Linked DNA regions of Nomascus leucogenys: region 1 is linked to region 2. Evidence: chromatin contacts called from public Hi-C data. All regions are on one chromosome and are shown on one strand. Each heading gives the region's core, a stretch centred on a gene start, on an enhancer-like site or on the middle of the called end of the contact. The rest is flanking DNA. Distances are from core to core; before and after follow the strand shown. Region 1 has its middle 41 kb from the start of ATP5MGL. Region 2 overlaps ARFGAP3 (ADP-ribosylation factor GTPase-activating protein 3).

Region 1 (5,489 bases), core at 2,477-4,976, 140 kb after region 2:
ATCCCAGCTACTCAAAAGGGTGAGGCAGGAGGATCACTTGAGCCCAGGAGTTTGAGACCAGCCTGGGCAACATAGCAAGATCTGTCTGTACTTAAAAATCTATATATATTAGCTGGCATGGTGGCATGAGCCTGTAGTCCCAGCAACACAGGAGGCTGAGGCGGGAGGATCACCTGAGCCCGGGAGATCAAGGCTGTGATGAACAATGATGCCACTGCACTCCAGCATGAGCAATAGAGTGAGACCCTGTCTAAAAGCAAAGGAAGGAAAGGAAAACTCAGAATCCAGTCCAGAGCCTTGAAACTTTGGGGGTCCTCAGCCTAACCGAAACCTGTCCCATCCTATAACCACAGAATTTCAAGACTGGGAGGGGCTGGGCTCGGTGGCTCACACCTGTAATCCCAGCACTTTGGGAGGCCAAGGTGGGTGGATCACTTGAGGTCAGGAGTTTGAGACCAGCCTGGCCAACATGGTGAAACCCTGTCTCTCCTACAAATACAAAAATTAGCCAGGCATGGTGGCAGGTGCCTGTAATCCCAGCTACTCGGGAGGCTAAGACAGGAGAATTGCTTGAACCCAGGAGGTGGAGGGTGCAGTGAGCCAAGATGGCGCCATTGCACTCTAGCCTGGGAGATGGAGCGAGACTCCATCTAAAACAACAACAACAACAACAAACAGAAACAAAAAACAAACAAACAAAAAAACTGTGAGGGACCATAGACCATAGAGATCTACTGGTCCATCTGGCACATCCCTAGAGAAGCACACATCTCCCACCTTAAGACAATCTGGGCCGGGCACGGTGGCTCACGCCTGTAATCCCAGCACTTTGGGAGGCCAAAGCAGGCAGATCATGAGGTGAGGAGATCCAGACCATCCTGGCTAACACGGTGAAACCCCATCTCTACCAAAAAAATTTAGCTGGGCGTGGTGGCACGCTCCTGTAGTCCCAGCTACTTGGGAGGCTGAGACAGGAGAATTGCTTGAACCCAGGAGGTGGAGGTTGCAGTGAGCCAAGATCATGCCATTGCACTCTAGCCTGGGGGAGAGAGCGAGACTGTCTCAAAAAAAAAAAAAAAAAAAAGACAATCTGTAAGTTACCACACAGTACCATACAGAATACCCAGGAGACCCACACAGGGTGGCAAACACCCTCCAGTAATAATGGCCTAAAGGGCCGGGCTCGGTGGCTCACGCCTGTAATCCCCGCTCTTTGGGAGGCGGAGGTGAGAGGATCACGAGATCAGGAGATCGAGACCATCCTGGCTAACACGGTGAAACCCCGTCTCTACTAAATATACAAAAAATTAGCCGAGCGTGGTGGCCCAGCTACTCAGGAGGCTGAGGCAGGAGAATGGTGTGAACTCAGTGGGTGGAGCTTGCAGTGAGCCGAGATGGCGCCACTGCACTCCAGCCTGGGCGACAGGGCGAGACTCTGTCTCAAAAAAGAAAAAAAAAAAGGAAAAAAAAGAAAAAAAAGAAACCTCATTTCTACTAAAATATAAAAATTATCCGGGCATGGTGGTGAGTGCCTGTAATCCCAGTTACTTGAGAGGCTGAGGCAGGAGAATCACTTGAAACCTGGAAATGAAGGTTGCAGTGAGCCGAGATCGTGCCACTGCACTCCAGCCTGGGTGACACAGCGAGACTCATCTCAAAAAAAAAAGGGGTGAGGTGCCCCCTGGTTTCGTGGTGTATGTGATTGGCTTGTTTGTATAATTCCATGGGCTGGCAGGGAACTGAAACCAGCTACTCAGGGGGAAGCAGGGTACAGTTGTACCCGGTCCACTTCATAAGGAGGATTGCTTGGCACTTGGCTAGAGTATGTTATGTTGAAATGTTGAAAATGCCAGCTATTTTCTTTCTTTTTTTTTTTTTTTTTTTTTGAGACGAAGTCTCACTCTTGTCCCCCAGGCTAGAGTGCGATGGCGCGATCTCGGCTCATTGCAACTTCTGCCTCCCGGGTTCAAGCGATTCTCCTGCCTCAGCCTCCTGAGTAGCTGGGATTACAGGCACCTGCCACCACTGGCTAATTTTTGTATCTTTAGTAGAGACGGGGGTTTCACCATGTTGGCCTGGCTGGTCTTGAACTTCTGACCTCAGCCTCCCAAAGTGCTGGGATTACAGGCATAAGCCACCATGCCCGGCCAACCAACTATTTTCTTTTAGCTACTTATGATAAAATTCAAGATTATAACGAGTGAAAAGGGAAGGATTCAGGTCTCAGGTAGAATTAAGAGGGCTTATAAAGGAGCCAGGATTTGCTGGTTTCAAACATATAAATTATCATGTAATTTATTTTTCTTTCTTTCTTTCTTTCTTTCTTTCTTTCTTTCTTTCTTTCTTTCTTTCTTCTCTCTCTCTCTTTCTTTTCTTTCTTTTTTTTTTTTTTTTGAACGGGTCTCTCTTTGCCAGCTGAGTGCGTGCGCTTCCTCTGCGTCCCTCCGGTTCCCTTCTCCTCTCCTCTCCTACTGGTACGGCCCCGCCCCTCTTTTTTTTTTTTTGAGGTTTCACGTTCTCAATTCCTGATCTGTCCCCCTCCCTCCGTCTTTACACGTGCCCCGCCTCCTTTCTTTTTTTTTTTCTTTTTTTTTTCTTTCTTTTTTCTTTCTTTCTTTTTTTTCTTTCCTTCTTTCCTTCTTCGTTTCTTTTTTTTTTTTTCTGAGATAGGTTCCAGCTCTGCCACCCAGGCTGGAGTGCAGTGGCACAATCTTGGTTTAGTGCAACATCTGCCTCCCCGGCTCAAGTCATCCTCCCACCTTAGCCTCCTGAGTAGCTGGGTGCAAACTACCATGCCCGGCCAATTTTTGTATTTTTAGTAGAGATGGGGTTTCACCCTGTTGCCCAGGATGGAATCCAGCTCCGGGTTCAAGCGATCCTCCCGCCTCAGCCTCCCAAAGTGCTAGGATTACGGGCGTGAGCCACTGCACCCCACCTAATTTCAGTTTTTGTTTGTTCCTTTTTTTTTTTTTTTTTTTTTGAGACGGAGTCTCGCTCTGTTGCCCAGGCTAGAGTGCAGTGGCGCGATCTCGGCTCACTGCATCCTCCGCCTCCCGGGTTCAAGCAATTCTCCTGTTTGAGCCTCTCGAGGAGCTGAGATTACAGGCACCCACCACCATGCCTGACTAATTTTTGTATTTTTAGTAGAGATGGGGTTTCACCATGTTGGCTAGACCAGTCTCGAACTCCTGACCTCAAGTGATCCACCTGCCTCAGTCTCCCAAAGTGCTGGGATTACAGGCATGAGCCACCGCGCCTGGCCCTAATTTCATTTTTTAAACAATGAGGTTAGTTTCTTTTATAATAAGCCTCGCAGTAAAAGATTTTTAAAAATATCTTGGCAGTCTTTGCGCCTAGGACAGAACCTGGCATGGTGCTTATCCACATTGACATCTGAACAAATACAGTCTGAGGCCTGTTCTTCCTCTATTCTCAAGTTCCTGCCTGCAAACGGACAAGAATCTGTTACCTCGAAGAGAGCAAGGGCAGAGCATGTGACTCCAGCAAAAAGTAGGGCATCTGGGGAGCTGAGATGACTGAAAGCCACCAGGAAGGTACTTTCCAGGCAGTTAAATTTTTTCTTCTGGTATCCCCCACCTCCCTCCATCAGCCACAGATTGCTCCCTAGAAGAGGTGATCTGTGATGCCAAGTCAGTGATGCCCAGGGCTGGGTACTGTGATCTTCCTCCAGGTGTCAAGGAACTTGCAGGAAATGGTCAGGCCAATTCGGGCTGCTACGACGAAGCAGGTGAGGCTCAGGAAAGTAGTCACCCAGCCAAGATTTGAACTGTGGTCTCTCTGAGGATAAACTCATGCTCTGTCAGCTACATCAGGGGGTTTCAAGCTTTCTCCCAAAGCCCTTGCCCTCTGAATACCAGGAAACCCATAAAAGTCCCAGATCTCAGATGAGGATAAAAATACATGCCATCATTTGCATGTTACAATGCAAAACCTGTGGTACTCACCTGCTTCAGCAAGCAGGATGGTGTGTGGATGCCCTCAAACCACTCCAGTCTGACCTGGGTACGTTGGAGCAGCTGTGCTGGACCTCCACTCTACAGGCACTTTTGCGGTGTCATTCATTCAACCGTTATTTATTGAGGGCCACCATGCTCCAGACCCTGGAACAGTGGACTGTACACAGGGAGGTAGCCTGGGCACAGGGAGGCAGCCTGGGTACAGGGAGGCAGCCAGTGAGGCTAGACTGCCTGCATCTGCAGCACGTTCAGCTGTGTGATGCGGAGTGTGTGAATTACTGGTCTGTTTTCTCTTCTGTGGGATGGCAGTAATATAGACTTTCTCCTCCCAGGGTGACCAGGAGAAATGGATGAGTTAAGGCATGTCCATAGTGCCAGGCATATAGCAAGCAGTCTCATTTCTTTTTTCTTTTTCTTTTTTTTTTTTTTTTTTTTTGAGACAGGGTCTGGCTCTGTCACCCAGACTGGAGTGCAGCGGTGTGATCTTGGCTCACTGCAACCTCCGCCTCCCAGGCTCAAGCCATTCTCCCACCTCAGCTTCCCACATAGCTAGGACTACAGGCATACACCACCGTGCCCGGTTAGTTTTTGTATTTTTTTTTGGAGAGATGAGGTTTCACCACGTTACCCAGGCTGGTCTCAAGTTCCTGGGCTCAAGGGATCCACCTGCCTCAGCCTCCCAAAGTGCTGGGATTACAGGCGTGAGCCACCGCGCCCAGCCTCTCATTTCTTTATTACTATTATTTGATAACTGATGGATGGATTTATTTACAAAATTGTAAGATACACAGGAAAGGCCATCGTTAAGACCATTTTACAGATGAGAACAATTGAGGCTCGGGGCCATTGAAAAAGGTTGCCAGGAATAGAGTAGGTAGAATTATTCCCACTTTATAGACAAGTAGACTGAGGCTCAGGGAGTTAAGTCACCAGCTCAAGGTCAGTATCAGTGTCAGAGCCCAGGCCCAGGCCCCTCTGGCCTCAGTAACAGCCGCCTCTTTGAACTCTGAACTAACGGGGCAGTGTTTCACAGAAGGCACAGGTGGCCTCAGTGACAGGAAAGGCCCAGGACAGGTGGCCTGAGATAGCTGAGGTCCTGCAGCAGCATGTACTCCTCCAGCTGAATTGGCCTGGGCCTCGCCTCCATGGTCCTCACCTGCTCAGACTCTGCAGGAAGCCCCCTGGGAAACGGCTCAATCCAGAGTTTGTGCTCAGGAAACCCATCCTCCGAGGGCCACTGGGCCCAGCACCTAGGCCTGGCTCCATGGCTGACAGGGATTGATTGATTGATTGATTGATTGATTGATTGATTTGAGACAGAGTCTCGCTCTGTCAGCCAGGCTGGAGTGCAGTGGCACAATCTCGGCTCACTGCAACCTCCACCTCCTGAGCTCAAGCGATTCTCCTGCCTCGGCCTCCTGAGTAGCTGGGATTACAAGCATGTGCCACCATGCCCAGCTAATTTTTGTATTTTTGTGGAGACGGGGGTTTCACCATGTTGGCCAGGCTGGT
Region 2 (5,085 bases), core at 1,923-4,422:
AAGTGCATGCTTTTAGTGAGTGACCCAGTCCCATGTCAGATTACCTAGGAAGGAAAACTTTTCCATCTCTTATCTTTCTAGTAGAACCTAGAACCTTTTCATCCCCATGCATCTTCTCCAGAAGAATCTGTTGCAATAATTATATGTATTCATGATTTTAAACAGAGCTATTGTTTTCCTCCAAAAGAAAGAGTAGTATTTATTTGTTAAGGAATAAAATAGCCATAACCTGTTCTGTAGGAAGAGTAAGGAAAACAAACTGCCATGTGAAAACCAAAGAAATCTTGCTTGACTCATTAAAGAACAGAAACAGCAAAAGCAAGATTACTTTTTCCTAATGAGAAATTCTGCACCGGGCGCGATGGCTCACGCCTGTAATCCCAGGACTCTTTGAGGCAGAGGTGGGCAGATCGCCTGAGGTCAGGAGTTCGAGACCAGCCTGGCCAACATGGTGAAACCTCGTCTCTACTAAAAGTACAAAAATTAGCTGGATATGGTGGCAGGTGCCTGTAATCCCAGCTACTCAGGAGGCTGAGGCAGGAGAATCGCTTGAACCTGGTGGGTGGAGGTTGCAGTCAGCCGAGATTGCACCACTGCACTCCAGCCTGGGCAACAGAGCAAGACTCCATCTCAAAAAACAGAAAGAAATTCTGTTGTCTTTCCCTGTTACTATGCAGAAATTTATTTATATTACGAGGAATTTATACAATGCCTCTTTTGCCAGGAATTCATGATATTTTACATGTTTTTATAAAGTGGATGATAACTTAGAAATCCTTGTAAGTTAGATAGATCATTTTTCAGGGCCCTGAAATGTTGTGCTGTCTCACTAAAATATGATGCAAACTGCTGTTCTTGCTATGTAGGCATAGTTTTCTTTATGAAAAATTAAATCATTATTGCATTTTTAGAAATCTGAGAGCAAGGACAATGTTTTGTAAACCTTTTTACCCCTTTGGTGTCCTGCTTGTAGCAGATATTTGATTTTAAATAGAAGAGTGGTATATGACTGACTAGTAGTGCTAAAGAGTCTATTAGCTGATGAGTGACTATCCCATTTTAAATGCTCTCAGAAGCCTGATTGCATAGAGAGGTATCTACAAGAAATTATTTTGTAAATGGAAGGATCCTTTTACAATTAAGTAATAGCCCCTTAGTTGATCTATTTGTAAAGTCAAATTTATATATTTATTTATTTATCTTAAATCAAGATAGACTAGTGAGACTAACCTCATGCTTTGTTATGTAATGTGGAAGTGTAATAAAATAAAATATTAATCCAAGTAAGAAATCCTGCTTTTCACTATCCCATATAGAAGTGATTTGGGTATACATTATGTTATTATACAATAATAGGTAATGTGAACTAAACTTGACAAGTGGTATAGGTTGAGCAGCAATGAGAAAGTGGCTGTAAGCTCATTCAAATTTTCTTAAACGTCTATTCAAAAAAGGCAGGTAGAAAAAACGCCAACTTGCCTTCATAATTGTTAATTATGGAAAGAATCATGAAGCTAAAAGTATAAATTACATGTTTAATTTTGCTTGCTATTTTAATATAAGAACAAAGGATTAAAGCTAAATTAAGGAGTATTTGGTTTTTCTGGCAGTGTTTCATCATTACGATTAGCCTATAAGGATCTCGAAATTCAAATGAAGAAAGATGAAAAGATGAACATTAGTGGCAAAAAAAATGTTGACTCAGACAGACTCGGCATGGGATTTGGAAATTGCAGAAGGTACGTGAGACTGCTTTCTTGGAGTTAGAATTTAAAACAGTGTGCCAATCATCAGTGGATTTTTCTTGGACTGTGTTAGTTTCAACTTTAGAGGTTTTTTTTTGTTATTCATTAACTTCTCTAATTATTTTTGCTTTGCTCTGGTATTCAGTATAACATGAAAAATTTCAAATTTGGCTCTTTAAAAGAAGGAAAAAGGTCTGGCTCTTCATGAAGCACCTACCAGAGAGGAAGCCACGGACATAACCAATGTTTGTGACTGTATTTTGTGTAGACACAGTCCGCACAAAATTTTAACATTTTTGAAAGCTCACACCAGAAAAAAAAATTGTTTTATTGCTTATGTTTTTAACCCCTCTAATACATTTGTCTTTGTTCAAAATATAAATTAAAGCTTTGTTTATTTTGGTGAAACAAAAGTTTGTGAACTTACTGATATATACTTTTTTCTGTTTTCTCAAGTGGTATTTCACATTCAGTGACTTCAGATATGCAGACCATAGAGCAGGAATCACCCATCATGGCAAAACCAAGAAGAAAGTATAATGATGACAGTGACGATTCATATTTTACTTCCAGCTCAAGGTACTCTATTACAAATCATCGTTAAAGTGTCATTTTGAAAAGCAGTGACTAGTATGAATTTATTAGTTTATTTTCATTAGGAGAAATTACAAATCAATTTACTTCACTGTTTTTAAAAGCTTTGGCTGGAGCCAAGGCTATTCTTTGGAGTAAAAATTAGAGAAACGTTTGTAAAAGGACAATGTGGGCTAATATTAAAATGTTTGGCAATAAAACAACTGTGAGTTAAAATTAGAGGTAGGAGAGATGCGTTTATTTAAATTATGACATTGGAGAAAACTGCAAAATCCTGAAGGTATGTGTTTAGTCCAGCAGTGGGAATATTTCACAGCTCTTTCTCAGGGCTTCAGCAGATTTCTGTGCTTCAGAATGCCAGCTTCAGAAAACTCCAATTGGTACAATAGTGCATTAAATAAACTCTATGGGTGTGTGTATTTATTAATGAGGAACATGATTGCACTTTGAGGGGATCCCAGAGTAAAGCCCAGGTTTCTCTCCTTCAGCACTCACTATCTGATTGAGACAAAATGCATAACTCTAGTGTGAAGCTGACTGTGGAGAGCAGTGCACGGTCAAGTGGCCTGCCAGAGCAAAGAGAACAAGTTTAAACTTGAGTCACTTCACTTTGTAAGGACCTGCTCGGCCCAGGGAGAGGTCTGCTAAAAAGGCACCAAATGAACCTGTGATTTCACTGGAGAGGGCACAGCTCAGGAACAGAGGGGTAAGAATATGGGCCCAGGGGCCAGATGGCATGGATTTGTATCCTGGCTTTCACTTATGTGTCACCTGGGCCAAGTTATTTAACTTCTTTGTGCTATAGCTTCCTTATCTGTAAATTAGGGACCCTAGTAGTACCTACGCGATAGGGTTGTGTGAGGATCAAATGAGATACTGTGAATACTATAGCACGTTTAGAATGATGCTTGGCTCTTACTATGTTTAGCTGCTATATGATAATATAGAAACTCAGTTTGAGACAATGTGATTCAGTCTAAATGTTTTTTGTTTGTTTGTTTATGAGATAAAGTCTCACTGTCACCCAGGCTGGAGTACAGTAGCCTGATCTCGGCTCACTGCAACCTCCACCTGCCAAGTTCAAGCAATTCTTGTGCCTCAGCCTCCTGAGTAGCTTTGACTACAGGCGTGTGCCACCATACATGGCTAATTTTTTGTATTTTTAGTAGAGATGGAGTTTCGCCATGTTGGCCAGGCTGGTCTCAAACCCCTGACTTCAAGTGATCTGCTGTCCTCAGCCTCCCAAAGTGCTGAGATTATAGGCATGAGCCTCCACACCCAGCCTAAATGTTTGATGACTATTGTTAGGTAGTTAAACTAACCACATTGAGGACCACCTTTGGGTTAGCAGTTCATGAAAACTGAAGGAGTTCCTGTCAGTAATGGGCGGTGCTTACTGGAAGGCTGCATCACTTATGTCTTGGAGGGCATTAGAGTTGTCTGGCAATTTATAGGTTCGAAGCATTTTCATATGTATAAAATATATATATATGTGTGTATATATACACACACACGCACTTCATATATAGAACAGATATATTACCTAGGATCTAATTGTGAAATTGTATATTTTCCTATCAATGTTTATAGACAAGGAGTTGTATAAAGAATACTACCCTTAAAAATGTCTCTAAGTGTAGCTCTAAATTATTTCAAGTCCAGGGATTTTACCAAAAAAAAAAAAAGTAGTAGTTTAGTCGTGTTCCATGGTGGTATTTTCAGAGACTTGGGTGGTTTTATATTTGCCTATCCTTTGTAGCCTCTATAATGCATCAAGTTTCACTTTACTCAGAAGTGATACCCAAATCATGCCTTTTAAAGGTATGTAAATAGATTTTACACAGAATAAAATGAAATGTGTAATTTGATTTGGAAACTGCATGCGTGTCAGATCATTTCAGATATGAATATTAAATGATGGACTAAGTCTGGGTCAGAGGAAACTCTTGGCAGTACGGGTCTGTATTTGCCTGTGTGGCTTCTCACAACATCTTTGATTATTTCACTGCTTATTAGCAACTTCTGCAGATGATAGTGTAGGAAGGTAAAGAAAGTTTAGGCTGGGCACGGTAGCTCACACCTATAATCCCAGCACTTTGGGAAGCCAAGGCAGGAGGATCATTCGAGCCCAGGAATTCAAGACCAGACTGGGAAATATAGTGAGACCTCATCTTTACAAAAAATTTCAAAAATATTAGCCTAGCATGGTGGACATGTCTGTAGTCCCAGCTACTTGGGAGGCTGAGGTGGAGGATCACTTGAGCCTGGGAGGCAGAGGTTGCAGTGAGATTAGATTGCACCACTGCACTCCAGCCTGGGCAACAGAGCAAGAAGACCCTCTCTCAAAGAAAAAGAGAAAGTTTCAGTTAAATCAGTACTATTGCTTGGTAGCCGGGTTGGTAAGAGAGCTGTAAGTGAGGTTGCCTAATGGGAACTTCAGAGACCCTCACTGGCTCCAGGTCACTGACAGGCCCCTGTGGGGCCTTTCTGCCTTGTAAGGGCTTCAGGGATCTTTCAGACTCCCCTTCTTCAAAGGCTTAATCGAAAGAGTTAGCCCCAGAAGCCACTGTTGCTATGAAACTGTTACTTACGGTTTGAAACCTGGGAGCAGATGGCATATTTATATAGACCATGCCTCCTGGACTCTTGCCAGAGAGACCTTGGTGTATTGTTTCTCATGACCTGCAGATTGTCTAATAGGAACATAAATGCCTTCTCTAGTCCTCCTTGGTAGGGTGACCACCAT

The links. A called contact is a pair of places that touch in the nucleus more often than the background predicts.
Region 1: a contact with region 2 is called in a Hi-C map of a lymphoblastoid cell line, with 3 times the contacts expected there. The contact joins two enhancer-like sites. A contact is called at or near these places in 2 of 4 Hi-C or Micro-C datasets (both in a lymphoblastoid cell line).

Annotation. Positions count from the first base shown.
Region 1 is chr7b:7,777,910-7,783,398 of Asia_NLE_v1, forward strand. No RefSeq gene overlaps it. Among named protein-coding and RNA genes, the nearest start is that of ATP5MGL, 41 kb to the right of the region's middle. Within about 2 kb of position 3,727, the one cell type or tissue checked has an H3K27ac peak away from gene starts, as active enhancers do. A contact at or near this core is called in a lymphoblastoid cell line, where this site is marked.
Region 2 is chr7b:7,641,264-7,646,348 of Asia_NLE_v1, forward strand. ARFGAP3 (ADP-ribosylation factor GTPase-activating protein 3) reads left to right here. Exons shown (of 15, transcript XM_030815421.1): 10 at 1,611-1,739; 11 at 2,202-2,324. Among named protein-coding and RNA genes, the nearest start is that of ARFGAP3, 38 kb to the left of the region's middle. Within about 2 kb of position 3,173, the one cell type or tissue checked has an H3K27ac peak away from gene starts, as active enhancers do. A contact at or near this core is called in a lymphoblastoid cell line, where this site is marked.